Regions from separate parts of the Ovis canadensis genome. Here region 1 is linked to region 2. A link is a contact called in public Hi-C data. All regions are on one chromosome and are shown on one strand. The core of a region is the stretch at or near the end of the contact, and the rest is flanking DNA. Distances in the headings are between cores, read along the strand shown. Region 1 holds the start of CD9 (CD9 molecule). Region 2 has its middle 18 kb from the start of PLEKHG6.

What was found. Hi-C and Micro-C count contacts between places; a contact is called where the count stands out from the background.
Region 1: a Hi-C map of fibroblasts shows a contact between it and region 2, with 4 times the contacts expected there. The contact joins the promoter of CD9 here to the enhancer-like site in region 2. A contact is called at or near these places in 2 of 2 Hi-C or Micro-C datasets (fibroblasts and lung).

What each region holds. Positions count from the first base shown.
Region 1 is chr3:215,849,926-215,854,231 of ARS-UI_OviCan_v2, forward strand. It overlaps CD9 (CD9 molecule), which reads right to left and starts at 2,783. Exons shown (of 8, transcript XM_069585885.1): 1 at 2,502-2,783. The coding sequence starts at 2,567.
Region 2 is chr3:215,768,539-215,772,425 of ARS-UI_OviCan_v2, forward strand. No RefSeq gene overlaps it. Among named protein-coding and RNA genes, the nearest start is that of PLEKHG6, 18 kb to the left of the region's middle. Within about 2 kb of position 1,508, the one cell type or tissue checked has open chromatin away from gene starts, as enhancers often do. A contact at or near this core is called in fibroblasts, where this site is marked.

The DNA.
Region 1 (4,306 bases), core at 1,533-4,032, 83 kb after region 2:
ACCTCTCTGGGAACTGGTTTCCTGGTCATTGGTAAAAACGGGGATAATGCTTTCTGCTCTGACCGTATTGTGGAACTTGGAAAAGGACTTTGCAGGCTGTACCGTGCTGCACAAGGGATCACAGTGTTCCTTTACTCCATCACCTCCTAGGAGATGAGGGCTTCGTCTCTATAGGGACCTTAATACAGGAGTACTGAACAATGGGCTTCCCTGGGGGCTCAGTGGTAACGAATCTTCCTGCCAATGCAGGGGATGTGGGTTTGATCACTGGGTCGGGAAGATCCCCTGGAGAAGGAAATGGCAATCCACTCTAGTATTCTTGTCAGGGAAATCCCACACACAGAGGAGCCTGGTGGGCTACAGTCCACGGGGTCATAAAAGAGCTGGACACAACTTAGCGACGAAACAACAACAGCGACAACAATAGCTGATTCAGATTCATGCAGCTATTGCTTACCCCCCACACCACCCGTTGCCAGGCCCCCTTGTTGGTTTTGCGATGGAGAAGTAAGAGGACAGGACCTAAAGGATCCAGGGGCTGAGGTATTGGCTTGGTTCCCGTGATGCTGATCGGATCAGCCCAGTTCCGGTTCCCACCTCTTTACTGTGAAGAAGTTGGACAGGATGACCTCGAAAGTCATTCCTAATTCTACACCCAAAATGAGTCATCTCTGTTTCAGGTGACACTGCCCATCAGCAGCACTGATGCCCAGGTTGGGGCAGCTCTGGACATGGGTGGGGTGGCAGGCTGGAGGCTGCCGGAGAGGTCTGGGAGTCGCCCACCAGGCTCTGCCAAGCTCTTCTGTCCATGGCATTCTCTAGGCAATAATACTGGAATGGCTTCCTGTGCCCTCCTCCTCCAGGGGATTTTCCCGACCCAGGGGTCGAACCCATGTCTCTTGGTGGGTTCTTTACCACTAGCGCCACCTGGGAAGCCAAGGAGTCACCAGGGGACTAGCAGGGGAAAGAAGGTGCTAGGGAGGGGCTAGAGGAAAACTCCTTAAAGGACTAGGGTGGGGAAAGGCGGGGCTAGCCCGCCTTCCACATTCTTTTCTGGTGTCTTGGTTGGGGTGAGGAGGAAGCCAGGTTGGCAGCTAGCTGGGTGGCTGCTGGGACTGATGGGAACAGAGGGTCTCCCTAGAGCAGGCCCTGGACTGGGCAAGGCACGTCTATGCTCCACCTTCACTAGGGCAGGTGTTTGGTGTGATGACTTGAACAAGGGCAGGTCCATCTCATACCCCGTCAGCTCCAGGGAGAGGAGCAAATCTTGTGAGACTTTCCCCTGGGGCTCATGGGGAAACAGATCCGAGTGAATAAGTAGTTTTGTTACAAACCTCCTGTGGCATGCCCCTGCTTCTATAGCCATCTCTCTCTGGAGAGCGGCACAGGGTCTGCCTTTCCAAATGCCTTCCTAATGGCAAAGGGGAAAAACCGTCCACCTGTGAGCGGGGGAAGTGACCCTGGAACTAGGACACCAAGTCCCCTACCCCTTGCCTCTGTCTCTGGGGGGCCCCTTAATCCCCCTAGGGAGGGCTCCGAGGGGCCTCTCCCCTTCCCCGCTGCCCGCCTCAGGCTGCCGTAGGCTGAGAAGCTGCCAGTGGCCGGCAGCGGGAGTCCTGGAACTCCCAGGCCTGCGTCCTCCCCAGGTGACAGTCCGCTCCCGGTGGCCCCACCCGGCTTCTGGGTGGGCTGGCGGGGGAGGAGGTGGGGTGGCCACCTGATCCCTCCCGGAAATGGAGAAACACGGGACTCATCCCACGCGGGCGCCGATAAGCATCGGCCCCAACTCTTCCCCAACTGCCTCGGAGTTCTCTCCAGTCCAGATACTTATCGCCCTTTGGGGAAAAAAAAAAATCAAGACAAGCTAGTCTTTCAGGTAGTTTCGAGGGAGCTCGGACTTTCTCACGCCGGCTCAGAATCAGTCTGAGAGCTCGGGGATGCAGGAGGGACCCCGACTTTCATTCACGAATGGGGTCCCGGGACACCGACATCCGCGGTTGGGGCGTCCCTTCCCCTCCCGTGCAAACGTGCCAACAGCTCTTGGCTGAGCGTCCCCGGCGAGTCATTAGTCCCTTTTGGCGTCCGCATCCTTCCCCTCCTCGCGGCCCCGGATACTCGGGGGACCCCGCCCGGGTCACGAGCCGCACAGTCCGCCACAGCCTCCCACGATCAGGGCCTTAAGTCCCCAGCAGAGGGGTGCTCTGATTCTTCCTCCTGCACTCTGAGGGGCTCGGGGTGGGAGCATACACCAACTCCAACCGCAGCTCATCAGGGCTCGTCAGCCGCCCGCCTCGCTTCGGACGCGCCCCAGACCAACCCGCCCGCCCCGCCCGTCTCGACTCGGGCCGAGGAGTTAGCTGGCGGCCGCAGAGCCCTCTCCTCCCCGCCAGGAGTCTTCCCCGCGCAGGCGGGGCGAGTGCCCGGCAAGACCGATCGCGGACTGAGTGCGCCGGGCGGACAGGTGGACCCCGAGAGGAGCGCGCGGCCGTCCACTCACTCACCCAGAAGATGAAGTTAAATCCGAAGAGCAGGTATTTGATGCACTTGGTGCCTCCTTTGACCGGCATGATGCGAGCTAGAGTGGCCTGGGTTGGACAGATGTGAAACGGGGCCGCGTGAGGCCGGGACGGGCGGGACCGGGCTGTGGACTGAGGTGCGCGCGGCTGCTGGCTGGCCTCGGGGCTGCACTTTTAAAAAGTGCCACTCCTCGGGCGCGCGACGCCGCGGTGCGCATGTGCCGGGTCCCGGCCCCGCCCCGCCCACGCCCCGCGGGCCCCGCCCCCGGCCCACCTGCCACGCCCCGCCCAGGTCCGGGGGCCCGCGGCTCGTCCCGCCTCTGTCTCAGTGCTCCCCACCTAGTTGGCCGGACCTGACTTCCCGCCTTGCCTTCCCTTTTCTCCCAACCGTCCTGGAGTCTTTCTAGGACGTCATCCTTGGCCGATTTCATCCTGGAATTATGTGAAGGCCTCACTCCTCTCGGTTCTCTCCTGGATTCTGCCCCTCCCGAGCCCTCTGCCCTAGGGAGAACTTCCGCGGTGGGTGGTGAGGGCAGAGGCCCCTTACCCAAGGTGGAGCGCAGAATGAGGGCTCTTCTTGCTTGGGGCCCGATTTGAAGAGAAACTGCCCTGTTTCTGTCTCCCTGGGGTGGCTCCTTGTACACTTTAACTCTGAAGCACACTCTTCACTCGGCACATGGAGGCTTGCCTTCCGGATGGGAGGATTCGTAGGGGCTTATGGAAGTAATCCTGAAATACCATCAATGAATAGTAATAGGTCTGAGAGCTGGACAATGTGGGGTTGCTTCCTGGATCTGTGGTTTAGATGCCCCAGAGAAGAGAAAGGCTGTAGCCTGGCTTCTGTTCTTGCCTCTTCCCCTCATCACCCTCCTTCTTGCCCTTGCCACTGCCCACTGTCACATCTTTGAGCTCCTGTGCCAGAGTTCTTAGGGTGTTTCTCCTCTGCTCCAAAATGTCCAGCAAATGACAAATGTTGGTTAGGATGTGGAGAAAAGGGAACCCTCCTAGATTGTTGGGCTGTGCTTAGTCACTCAGTTGTATCCAACTCTTTGCGACCCCATGGACTGCAGCCCACCAGGCGCCTCTGTCCATGGGATTATCCGGGCAAGAATACTGGCATGGGTTGCCATGCTCTCCTCCAGGGGATCTTCCCAACCCTGGGATTGAACCCAGGTGTCCCGCATTGCAGGCAGATTCTTTACCATCTGAGCCACCGGGGAAGCCCCCAAAACTGTTGAGAGGGAATACAAATTGATACAACCATTATGGAAAGCAGTATGGAGGTTCTTTAAAAAATTAAAAATAGAACTACGCAGCAATTCCACTCCTGGGTATTTGTCCAAAGAAAATGAAAACACTATTTGGAAATATATTTGCACCCCTATGTTCATTGTAACATTATTTCTAGCAGCCAAGATATGGAAACAACAGAAGTGTCCATCAATAGATGAATAGATAAAGAAAAAAATATATATATGATGAAATATTACCCATAAAAAGAAGGAAAACTTGCAACCACATAGATGAACCTAGAGGGTATTTTGCTAAGTGAAATAAATCAGAGAGAGAAAGACAAATGGAATCCAAAAAAAAAAAAAAGTATAACTAACCAGAAACAGATACAGAGATACCAACAGTTGGTTGCCAAGTGGAGGTGGGTAGGGGGAGGAGAGAAATAGGTGAGGGAGATTAGGAGGTACAAACTTTCAGTTGCAAAATAAATGAGTCATGGGTATGAAATGTACAATGTAGGGAATATAGTCAATAATTATGTGATATCTTTGGACAGC
Region 2 (3,887 bases), core at 258-2,757:
ACAAAAAAGAAACAGTATTGTATATAATAGATTCAATAAAGACTTTAAAATGGTCTACATTACAAAAAAATCTTTTAAAAAAGAACTGAACTCAAAAGAGATCAAAGACCTAAATGTAAGAGCTAAAACTAGAAAACTTTAGAAGAAAACATATGAAAGTTTGTGCGACCTTTGATTAGGCAATGGATTCTTAGAAATGAGAACAAAAACACAAGCAATCAAGGAGGAAAAAATACAAATCAGTTGGACCTCATCAAAAATAAAACTTTTGCGGTCAAAGAACACAAATAAGAACATGAAAATACAGTTCACAGAATGGGAGAAAATATTTGCAAATCATATATAAGATAGGGAGCTAGTGTCCAGACTATGAAAGGAACTCTTACAACTCAATATTAAAAAGATCACCTAGTTAAAAAATTGGGCAAAGAGTATGAATAGACATTTTTCCAAAGAAGGTAAACAAACGGTCAAAAATCACATGGAAAGATGTTTTTAACATTATTAGTTACTGGGGAAATGTAAATCAAAATGATAATGAGATGCTACTTCACATCCACTAGGATAGTTATAATAATTATAATATATAATTATAATACAACAGCATCGACAAGTGTTGGTGAGAATGTGGAGAAAGTAGAATCCTCATACATCGCTCCTGGGAGTGTAAAATATTTCAGCTGCTGTGGGAAGCAGTTTGGCAGTTCCTCAAAAGGTAAAATACAGAATTACCATCTGACTCAGCAATTTCATTCACGTACACCTGAGACAATTGAAAATATTCATTCACACACATGCTCGTGCATGAATGTTCACAGCAGGATTATTCAAAATAGCCCCAAACCAGAAACAATCCAATGTCCATCTACCGATGAATAAATAAGCAAAATGGGGTCTATCCATACAGCAGAATATTATTCAGCTGTAAAGAGGAGTCAAGTACTATTACGTGCCACAACATGGATTAACTTTGAGAATATGGTGCTGAGTGAAGGAAATCAGAGAGAAAAGACCACCTAGCGTAAGAAGCCATTTATGTGGAAATATCCAGAACAGGCAAAGCCATAGACGACAGGAAGTAGATTAGCAGTTGCCAGTGGTTGGGGGAAGAAGAGAATTTAGACTAACAGCTAATAGGTATGGGGTTTCTTTTTAGGGTGATAGGAATGTTCTGGAAATTAGATAGCATTGATGGTTGTACAACAGAGTGAATATACTAAAAATATACACTTTAAAATGGTGAATTTGGGGACTTACCTGGTGGTCCAGTGGTTAGGAGTCCACACTTCTATTGCAGGGGGCAAGAGCTTGATCCCTGGTCAGGGAACTAAGACCCTGTATGCCATGTGGTGTGGCCAAAAAAAAAAAACTAAATTAAAAAAAAGTGAATTTTATGCTATGTGAATTGTATCTCAGTAAAAATGCTAAAACAAAACAGAACTGACGTGAACTCCTCTGCCCTCCAGCATCTATGTACTTCCCAGGGCTTGGCAAAAGGAAGCAGGTTCCTGTACTTCTATTTCTATGACCATGTTGAAAAGAATGTAGCCTTCGTGACTGCAGTTTGACTCACGATGAAAATGTTTTCTATTTCCTCCAACACTGAATTAGGTTCAGGACACATATTGAGGACTGTCAGTGGTTCTCTGAATTCAGCAGTGTTCAAACCAACATTCATGGAATGATAACAATAACTCACCTTCATTGAGTACTTCCTTAATTTTTTAACTGCTGGGTGTTGACCTCCGTGGCAGCATGCGGAGTCTTCAGTTGTGACATGCGAACTCTTAGTGGCAGCATGTGGGATCTAGTTCCTTAAACAGGGATTGAACACAGGCCCCCTGCACTGGGAGCCCGGAGCCTTAGCCACTGCACCACCAGGGAAGTCCCCATTGAGTGTTTTCGATATGCCAGGCATTGCTTTCTGTGTAGTTCTTCGCTAATCTTAACCACCTCTGTAGGAAACAGGCATTATTATTGCTGTTAACAGCACCATTCCCACTTTTCAGAGGGAGAAACTGAAACAGGGTCGGAAGATCTCCTTTGTTAGAATTCCAAGGTATCTTTTTCATTTACCAAATAACCTCTAATAAAACATTGTCCTCTGGCAGTAGAACATTTTAGAGATAAGCAGAACAAAAATTCAGTGACTGCTTTGCCATCATCTATGTTTTCCCCTTTCTAAAAGCTATTGCATAGTCTGGATATGAAACTTTTCACCTGGAGACTTGAATGTTGGCATCTGCACCTAACGGCGATTGCTCATGAACTCGGCGTGCCATTGTTCTAGGACATCCTGCAGTGGCATTTCATCAAACTGCTTTCTTGCCAAGTGTTTATATCACTAGCTCCACAACTGGTTCGTCTGTCTTTTCTGTTGTGTCTTTTCTGTTCTTTTGCTCTGAAGAGTGAGGGCAACTAGAAGTGATATGCCTATTTGGGGGCCTTTTTGGGGGCCTATTTGGGGGCCTTTTTTCATCTCTACCAAGAAATTAAATTTTTATCCTGGGAAATGCTATATTGGGCTTATTCTGGAAAAAAAAATCAGTAGGCTTTAACCTGTGACCAGTACACAGGTTTTGATGACTTTGAGCCTTGATTTGACATTTTAGAGTTGATAATGCACTGGGGACGGGGTGAATCGTCAACAAAACCCAGCTTCTGGGACTTCCTCGGTGGTCCAGTGGTTAAGACTCCATGCTTCCATTCCAGGCTTCCACTGGTTTGGTTCCTGGTCAGGGAACCAAGATCCCACATGCCACATATTGTGGCCAAAAAAAAAAAGACTCCCAAACCCTCCAGTTTCCAGCTAATGTTTATGGTAGTTCCTATTTGCAGTTTCTCTTTTTCTTATTGTGTGAAATAATCACTCATATTTTCCTTCATCCCAGCCCCTTTGGACATATCATACCCCACTGAATGCTGCTCACACTTTATGGATGGCATTGTTCTGAGTAGTCAGATCCCTATTACTATCTTCATCGCCGCTTTTATGAGTCAAGGAAGCACTTTTGAGGCATTGATGATTTTTTTCTAATTTGGGGCTATAACAGCAGGGCAATAGGGACGTATAAGGCACATTCTACAAGGTAAACAAAACTGCATACGAAAGAAAAATGATTTGCCAGTGTCAACTACTCCCACTGACGAAATATTTAAGAACATGAAATATTTAAGATGGTAGTAACTATTAACATAACGAGACGCAGTGATAGCTGTAATCAATGCCACATTTCAAATTTGTGAAAAGTGGCGAACTAGGGTGCTTATTCGGAGAAGGCACTGGCACCCCACTCCATAGGAGTCGGACAGGACTGAGCGACTTCACTTTGACTTTTCACTTTTATGCACTGGAGAAGGAAATGGCAACCCACTCCAGTGTTCTTGCCTGGAGAATCCCAGGGACGCGGGAGCCTGGTGGGCTGCTGTCTATGGGGTCGCACAGAGTCGGACCGACTGAAGCGACTTAGCAGCAGCAGCAGCAGCAGCAGGGTGCTTATTGGGCTTCCCTGGTGGTGCTAGCAGTAAAGAACCCGCCTGCCAATTCAGCAGACCTGAGACGCAGGTTCAGTCCCTGGGTTGGGGAGATCCCCTGGAGGAGGGCACAGCAACCCACTCCAGTATTCTTGCCTGGAGAATCCCATGGACAGAGGAGCCTGGCGGACTGCAGTCCATGGGGTCGCAAAGAGTCGGAGACGACAGAAGCGACTTAGCACACACGCAGGGTGCTGATTACCTCTTCCCCTAAAACTACCCTCAGTCTACCTGTGGGCTCAGTGATACAATTTGCCTTGGAAACATTTCAAAGGGGCAAGATATTTTAAATTCCTCAGAGATAGGCTGTGGGGAAGATGACAGAACAAAGTAGACAAAGGCCATCCGAGGTG